2 separate regions of the Sus scrofa genome follow, and region 1 is linked to region 2. The links are chromatin contacts, called in public Hi-C maps. All regions are on one chromosome and are shown on one strand. Each heading gives the region's core, a stretch centred on a gene start, on an enhancer-like site or on the middle of the called end of the contact. The rest is flanking DNA. Distances are from core to core; before and after follow the strand shown.

Region 1 (4,245 bases), core at 446-2,945, 74 kb after region 2:
GGTTCTGTGGTCCCATGTCTCCTTATCGCTCTCTCTCTCTCTCTCTCTCTCTTTTTTTTTTTTTTTGCTTTTTAGGGCTGCACCCTAAAGCTATATGGAAGTTCCTAGGTTAGGGGTCGAATCAGAGCTACAGCTGCCAGCCTACGCCACAGCCACACCAGATCCGAGCTGCATCTGCCACCTACACCACAGCTCACAGCAACACCAGATCCCCGACCTGCTGACCAAGGCCAGGGATTGAACTCACATCCTCTTGGATACTAGCTGGATTCGTTCCTGCTGTGCCACAATGGGAACTCCACAAGTCTCATTCTCAAGTGGATGCATGTTTTAAATTTTGTATGGAAGGGACTGGATTAAGGATGAAAGAGGGTGTCCTGGGTCAAAAGGAAATGAATACATTATTTCTTAGATTTGTGAAAATTCTGAATTTTCTCCATCACTTGGAGAAATGTGACTCAGATGCTGTCCTGTTCAACATGTGTAGAATGGCAGAGAGAAGTCTGTAGGACCACATGAGATGTAACAGTAGGTCAGGACCCTCTTTCTTGTGTTTGCGTTGGTTTTTACATTACATTTGTAGCATTTTAAATTATGACTATCATCCTTTTTTTTTTTAAGAGGAGCAAAACATTTACCCCCTATCAGCTTAGTAAAAACCATTTGTTAGTTTCATATGTCAGGCATCATTTTGGGTGTTGGGTTTGGTGTACTCTGTTTTTTGGGTTTTTTTGCCATGTCCATGGCATACAAAAGTTCCTGGGGTGGGGGTCAAACCAGAGCCATAAGAGTGACAACTTAAGATCCTTAACCCAATGAGCCACAAGAGACTAGGACTATATAAGGTCCTAAAATGGCCACAGAATTGGGAGGCGTCCTTCCTGGAAAACCATGCTTGCACTTTGGTGAGAAGACTGGGGTGGGGAGTGTGTGTGTGTGTGTGTGTGTGTGTGTGTGTGTGTGTTAATAAACGCCAAGAGGAAATAGCTAGATGGTTTTCTTTCTTTCTTTCTCTCTCTTTTTCTTCCTCCCCCCCTTCCTCTCTTTCCTTTTTTTTTTTTTTTTGCTTTTAAGGGTCGCATGTGCAGCATAAAGAAGTTCCCAGGCTAGGGGTCAAATCAGAGCTATAGCTGCTGGCCTACACCACAGCCACAGCAATGTGGGATCTGAGCCTCATCTGTGACCTACACTGCAGCTCATGGCAGTGCTGGATTCTTAACAGCTGAGCGGGGTCAGTAATTGAACCCACGTCCTCTTGGATGCTAGTCAGGTTCGTTATTGCTGAGCCACAGTGGGAACTCCAGCTGAATGGTTTTCTGAACGAGATGGTTTTCTCACTGTCTTCACCTCTTGGGACTCAGTCCCCTTTCCTGTAAAATAGGAGTAAGAGACTTAGTTAATCTCTAAGAGATATTCTAGCTCAAACTGTTGTTGGTTTTTTTGGTTTGATTTTTTTCTATTATATCTAGGAAAAGGCTCCCTGTCAAAATAGAGGCAAAGGTAAATCAAAATTGGCAGAGGAGTTGCTCTTTGAACTCGAGGCCATAGACAGTTCTGTAGAAATGGATTTAGTAGCCTGGGTCCTGTCGCTGTAAAACATTACAGTTTTGTGCAGTTGAACCTGTTCCAGATTACCCAGAGGAGGCCTGTTCTGTGAAAGTGGAGAAAAAGGGATTGGGGCTGGGAGAGGGAGACAGAGCTGAGATCCACACAGAAAAAGCTTCCGTGGAGCCTTGTTACCTTTGCTCTGTGTGGCCTTGAATTTGGCTCAAAGCCCTGTAGCATTTCAGAGTCGTTTGCGTCTCTCCCTAGAGATGAGAGGATAAAAGTGGAGTCACTTCTTATCACCGCAGAGGAGAGCCTGTTCTCATAGCTTTTCTGAGATTGTGGCCTGCAGTCTTTGAAGTATACCATACATCTTTCGTTCCCAGCTAAGTTTCAGGGTAAAAGTCATTAAATCTTGATCTGGTCACAGTTTGCCTCCAGGTCTAACTATTTGACCCTTTGTCTTAATAGTTCTTAGAGTCTTTAGGTGTCCCTGGTGGCATACAAAGACAGATTGCAATAGGCATTCTTTTTTGTAGGTAAAAGAGTAGTGTTCAAGAGGTCTTAAAAAATAAGAATATTTCAAATATTATTTAGAGAGAGTCTTTCTTCTCTAAAAACAGTACTTTTGGAGTTCCCTGGTGGCCTGTTGGTTGAGGATGCATTGTCATTGCTATGGCCTGGGTTCGATCCCTGACCCAGGAACTTCTGCGTGCCATGGGTGCGGCCACAAAAAATAAATAAATAAAAATAAAAAGAGTTCTTTGGGGGCAAATATAGAATACCCAGCCATTCTCCATCTCTGCCATTGGTTCTTTGGCTTGTGTGTTTCCCTTGACAGTTTCTGGGTCCCTGTGTTTGCAGTTGCCCTTCAGTTGGTGTGCTTTGCTAGACAGATAGTTCCTCAATGAATACTTATTGCTATACCACATGGAAAGAATATGGCAAGTTGAGGTAGAAATATTTGCATTTGATCTACACAGATAGAAATGGCTCAGTCAGAAATGTAGAGGGAGGGGCAGGCCAGACCAGAAGATTCTAGGATTCAAGGTTAAGGGCTTGAAACCCAAAGGCAGCTCTCCTCCTCCCCCTAAGGGAAAAAAAAAAAATCAGGCCAAAAGTTGTTAGGTTGGGTGGGCAGGGGAGGGGAGTGTGTGGGGATATTGGGCCTGCCTCTCCCTCTGCTCTTGGAGAAGGAGGTGATTTGCCTCCTACTGTTTCAAGTGTGGAGTGGAGGTGGGGCAGGAGTGAACGTGGACCATTCCTCTCGGCCCCTGAATGCATTCAGTGGTTTATGTGACCTGGGAAACGGATCTTTAAAAGTTGCCTGTACGTTTTCATCATTGTTGGAGGGAATATAAATTGTCTCGGCCTGTTTGGAAAGCAGTTTGGCAGCAGGCTTCCCAATCCAATGCGTGCAGATGCTTAGCCAGCAGTTCCGCTTCTGTGAACGCAGCCAGCAGAAGTACTCGTATAGGACAAATGTAAGTGAACAGGAAAGTTCTCGCCTCATTGCGTTCAGCAGGGAGCCGTAGCAAACAACCTAAGTGTCTTTCATCATGGGCTCGGCAGAAATTTGGCAGTGCTGTACTCTGATGTCCTGTGCAGACGGTTAAGTGAGGCAGAGCCCTATTCATAAAGGTATAGATGGGAGGTCCCGTCGTGGCTCAGCGGTTAAGGAATCTGATGAGGATCCATGAAGATGCAGGTTCGATCCCTGGCCTCACGCAGTATGTTAAGGATCTGGCGTTGCCGTGAGCTGGGGTATAGGTCAGAGACTCGGCTTGGATCTGGCGTTGCTGTGGCTATAGTGGAGGCTGGAGGCTACAGCTTGGATTCAACCCCTAGCCTGGGAACCTCTATATGCTGTGGGTGCAGCCCTAAAAAAATAAAAAAATAAGTAAATAGATAAAATAAAGGTATAGATAATACTGAGGAGCACAGGCTAAACTGTGTTATCTATGGGTGCAGGAACGGGGAGCCATCCATGGGTGCAGGTACAATTTTGGGGGCCACTGTTCATGTAGAACACAGCGCAAGTGGCGCGTCCAAGATATGTATAACAGAGTTGGCGTGTGCTTTGACTTTTTATTTTGCATGTGTGTATATATCGCCTAATCTTTTTTTTTTTTTTTATTGCAAAGAGCACTTACTAATTTAAAAAATCAACTTGGCCCACTGTAATAGTCGGAGGAAGTGTTTTGGGAATAACTGTTGTCTTGAGTGGTGCAAAGCCTCCAGGCCTTGAGCAACTGTCAATCATAAAGGGTCTGGAAGTTCCTGTTGATTGTGTATTGATTAGAGAAAATCAGCTGTTGTCATACCAAGACTGATGCTGTCATTTTTATGAAATTTGGAGCTTGTTTCTGTCTGCCTACACTCTCTCTGCAATCTGATCCAGTTTTAGACTCCGAGAATCACATAGGCAGTGATTCTTTTTCACAAAGGCAGTGCTTGACTTTTTCCAGTTAAGTGAGCTGCTTGATAAAATATTAACAGAATTTGTATGACTTCTTGACTATTCTAAGTGCAGAACATTTATCATGTAAGTACCATTTTCTTGAGTTTCATGTTACTAAATATTTTATCTTACTGCACCATTGTGTAAAATCTTTGAACAGAAAATGAATACCGTGTATTAGTTAAACCCATTCACACATCGCGGTAGAACGCTGGCTTAATGCATCATACATCAGAGTT
Region 2 (4,239 bases), core at 118-2,617:
CCTAAAGGGCAACTGTGGCAGAGCTGGGGGGATGGGGGTGTGGGGCAGGGGTGGGGGTGGCTATGGAGGCATCACCTAGTATGTGCAGGACTTGAAATTGACTCTCATGTGGAGAGTGGGGAGAAAATCTAGGTTGGATCCCAGGTTCTGGTTTTGGTAGCTGGTGGACCCATTGTCAAGAATAGAAACAACACAACTCAGAATGGGAGAGAAGTAAGACTTGTGGGAAACTTGTGGATAAAGTTCATACAGGTGCGTTTCTTGGGCTGGGAGGGAACTCCTCTTTCTAAATCCTGTGGCAGGTGACCCCACTCCTCAGTGGGCTTCAGGCCTGGGGATGACCAGGGTCTTAAAGTGCTGTGGCCTGAAAGCATCTTTGGACTAAGTCATTTGTTTGCTGAAATTCATAATTGATAGGACTTTTCTGTGTGATCATGACCCAAGCTGTTTCAGTCAGAAAAGCTTCCCCATAAATCAGCCCTTATTCATCTGTTGCCAAGAAAATTAAAAAGCTTTTGATCTAAAAATCCATTACCTGCTGTCTTTACTGTTTGTGACTTTGAAACAGATATCTCTCATTTTTGTACCTGCTGTGATTCGGGTAGATTGTAATCTAAGAATCTTAGGGTTGGGCAGAGAAGCCATTTGCTGTAAGAGCGCTGAGAAAAACGAATATCAGAGGGGGAAAAAAAAGAGGTAAAACAAACCCTTTTCTCCTTTTGCACAAGTTTAAATCTCCAATTACCCTTTGATGAGCGGGGGAGGGGGAAGAATCTGAGCAAATTCCTCTGTCACTGGGTTTCAGGCTATGGTTTGACAGTAAATGTGAACCATTTCAACAAATTTGATGCGTCTCCTCCTCATTCCCTTTGAGTTTGCTTCGGTCACGTCTTGGCAGAATTTAAATGGGGACAGCCTCTCTGAATGTTACAGGCGCGGAGTGGAGGTGGAGACCAGACACCCACCAGCCAAACGCTCCCGCGAACTCGTGTGTGTGTGTGTGTGTGTGTGTGAGAGAGAGAGAGAGAGAGAGAGAGAGAGAGAGACAGAGACAGACAGAGAGAGAGATCTTTAATCGTGGGTCCCGCAAACGCGTGCCTGCCGCCTTTAATTTCCCATTTCGCTCTCACTCATCCGGTGACACTCAGCTGTTGTTGTTGTTGTTGTTTTTTTCCCTTCCAATATTCCCTCTCCTGGGAGAGTTTCCGAAGCCAACCAGCCTAAAACCAGATAAGGAAAACCTCCCGGAACCTAATCCGCGAGACTCTCCCAGCACAGTCCCCCCGAGGCCCGGGTCCCGAGCACCGAGCTTCAGCCAGCGCGGCGGGGCGTGTCCGGGGCGTGTCCGAGGGCGTGTCATCAGCAGACTCGCCCCACCCTCTCCCCGCCCCGTCGCTTAATTCGGACGCGCGGGGCCGCCGGGTGTGAAAGAGCCGCCCTGCGCCGGACTGGCAGTCGCCGACGCCGTTTGAGCCGCCGCCCGCGCCGCCTCCGTCCGCCTATAGCCGCCGGGCGCCTCCGTGGACGCCCGGAGCGAGCGCCGGGAAGGGCGCCGCGCGCCTTTGTGCGCGCGCAGAGGTGGGTTTGCCTCCCGCACTTACTTTGCACACAAAGACTAGGAGCTCGGGGGAGGCGGGGTGCCCGCCGGGGCCACTGCGCGGCCGCCCGCCCTGCCTCGACTCCCGACCTGAGGGTCTCCGGGGCAGGAAGGGTCGCCGGGCTGCCCCTCCCGGCCTGCCCTGGGGCGGGAGGGTCCCTGTACGCGCGCGAGGACTGCACGCCGGGCGGTGGGCGTGCGAGGAGCCCGGGGCCACCCAGCGCCGTACCGGGGGCGGACGCGGGGCGCGGGCCCGGGGCGTGGCGGGGGGTCACGCGCAGTGGTTCTGGGAGCCCCGGGGTGCGGGGTAGCCGGGGGACGCCGCGAGGGAGGCGAGCCCCGGCGGCCACACTGCTCGGCTTATTGTTGCTTTCTCGGCCCTGAAAATGGAGAGACCCTGCCTGGAGCGGGGATGCGCTGCCCACCCGGTGCGCCGCACACGGCCAGATGCCGAGCCCTGGGCGCTGGGTTCGCCCCTCGCTGCCCGGGCGCAGCCGAGCCTCCGCCTGGGCAAACAAAGGAGGGGCTGCGGGGGGCCGGTTTGCCCCGCTGGTTTAAAGGTGACCCGGGCACTGTTTCCAAACAGTCTGCAAGTAACTTTTCCGTATTTGCTTCCTCTCCGCTTTTGCTCCTCCAGTGAACCCACTAAGTTGGGTGGACTCTGCACCCAAGTCCTAAAATTTTGATTCTCCTAACTTCTCTCCAAACATCTTCAGGTTCCTCACGGACGACGCGGATGCGTCGGGCCAGGTTTTGACAGGCTGTGTAGGGGATGGTAGCAGTCCCTCTGAAATGTGAAAAGGAATCCCGTTGAGGATAAATTACAGATCTTAGTCTCTGCAGCAAATCAAGATACCATACCCTCTCAGTGACCATAAAGCAAAGTTATTTGATTAAAGTGGGTGTGATATTAAAATAAATACAGAAAACGGGGGTGAGGCCTGTTAGACTTGCTAACAGGTTCTTGGTTTCTCCTCCGGACTCGTTCCCCCTCCAGCACTTTGGAGATTTTAGCTGTCCAAGTTGCCTTAAGTTGAAATAGTATCTGGAATTCCTGTCTAGAGATTTCTTAGTGCTGGTAGTTTCCAGTTTAAAACTTTTAAGTATAAAATTATATATGTTTATTAAAAATTTCCAAAGAAATATAGGAGGAAAAAGTCACTCAAATACTCAACCACCCAAACATACCCTGAGGATAAAGGCATCTTTGCTTCATTTATGGCGTGACAGCCGTTGTGAATGTGTGTGTGTGTGTGTGCGTGTGTGAATAAATGAGAGTTACTGATTATTAATCTTTATCACTCACATCAATCTAATTTATGATCTCTAATAGCCATAGTCTTCAACAGTGGCTTGCCAACAAGTTGTTTGAAATATATTTCCTTGTAGCCTGGCAAATAACCACCTGTACAGAAGGGGGAGGGAAGAAGTAGAAAAAACAATGCAAGTTCCACTTAAAATGGAAGAATGTAATACGACAGAAACATTGAAAATAATATTCTTTGGATTTTAGGAGTGGTTTGGGGTTGACTTTTTAAAATTTAATTTCTTTTATTTTTTAAAATGTTTTTAAATTATAGTTGATTTACCGTGTTTCTTCAATTTGTTGTACAGCAAACTGAACCAGTCATATACAAATCCCTCTGCTGTACAGCAGGAGTCCATTGCCTCTCCATTCCAGAGGTAACAGTTTGCATCCACCAACTCCAAACTCCCTGTGTGTCCCACTCCTTCCCACCCCTGAGTTTTTTTAAAAATAAAGGTAAGCCTTTCAGCTTTAAAATTATTTAAAATAGAATGGTATTCTGAGATTCTTGAGAATTATACCATGGAAAGGAGCTCTTTTCATAGAACAAGGCATAGCAGTGGTTTTGTAGGTGGTGACATGATTGCTTCTAAAAGACCTTGCATTGAGAAAGTAAAATAAGAAGGGTTTTCCTATGAGTAGTGGGTAGTTTTGAGGGTGTGTATTCGGTGAAAAACAAAAACAGAGAACACTTTGCTCAACCCGACATTGGGCCCCTGACGGCTTCTGTCATCACATTTATCTTCCACTTGTAAAATTGACCAACGTTGAATTTCTCCTGTTTGCAAAGTCACAAAGAGGCCTTGGAGACAAGTGTTTAGAACTTCTAGATTGAGCATTAGAATGATGCAATACTTTTTGAAGTTAGAAGATTTTGCAAGAAGGAAGTTGTGGTTGTGTGCTGTCAGGTGCAGTCTTTGTTCCTGTTTCTAACGGGGCTCCTTAATCTGCATGCGTGCTTGGTGGGGATGTGTGTGTATTACAGTTGGCCCTCAAATTTCGTATCCGTATAATCAACCAATACAGGATCAAATCTGCAGGTGCCAAACCCGTGGATACAGAGGACCGACTGTGTTCATCGAACTGCATCCTTTTAGACCAGGGATTTGAGCATCCTTGGATTTTGGTATCTGCAGGGGTACCCTGTGGAAATGGAGGATCAGTGGCTGTGAGCAGTATGTAATCTGCTATAATAATGGTACCTTTCTCCATACAGATGTCAATAGGTGCTAAAAGGGGGGTGTGAAAATCTCTAAATCTTATTTTTCAATCCTCCTGTGGCCTCGAACAGTCTAAGCAGCATAGCCAAGCTGGTTAGAGTTGAGTCGCTTTGCTC

Evidence for each region. A called contact is a pair of places that touch in the nucleus more often than the background predicts.
Region 1: a contact with region 2 is called in a Hi-C map of liver, with 2.2 times the contacts expected there. The contact joins the enhancer-like site here to the promoter of FAM107B in region 2. A contact is called at or near these places in 2 of 5 promoter capture datasets (fetal liver and liver), 10 of 47 Hi-C or Micro-C datasets (alveolar macrophages, blood, brain and 6 more) and 1 of 2 datasets of contacts at active chromatin or transcription factors (alveolar macrophages).

The regions. Positions count from the first base shown.
Region 1 is chr10:47,212,851-47,217,095 of Sscrofa11.1, forward strand. All of the region lies in intron 2 of FAM107B (protein FAM107B), which reads left to right. Among named protein-coding and RNA genes, the nearest start is that of FAM107B, 74 kb to the left of the region's middle. Within about 2 kb of position 1,696, at least 5 of the 83 cell types and tissues checked have an H3K27ac peak or open chromatin away from gene starts, as enhancers often do. A contact at or near this core is called in liver, where this site is marked.
Region 2 is chr10:47,139,409-47,143,647 of Sscrofa11.1, forward strand. FAM107B (protein FAM107B) reads left to right here and starts at 1,368. Exons shown (of 4, transcript XM_021064842.1): 1 at 1,368-1,578.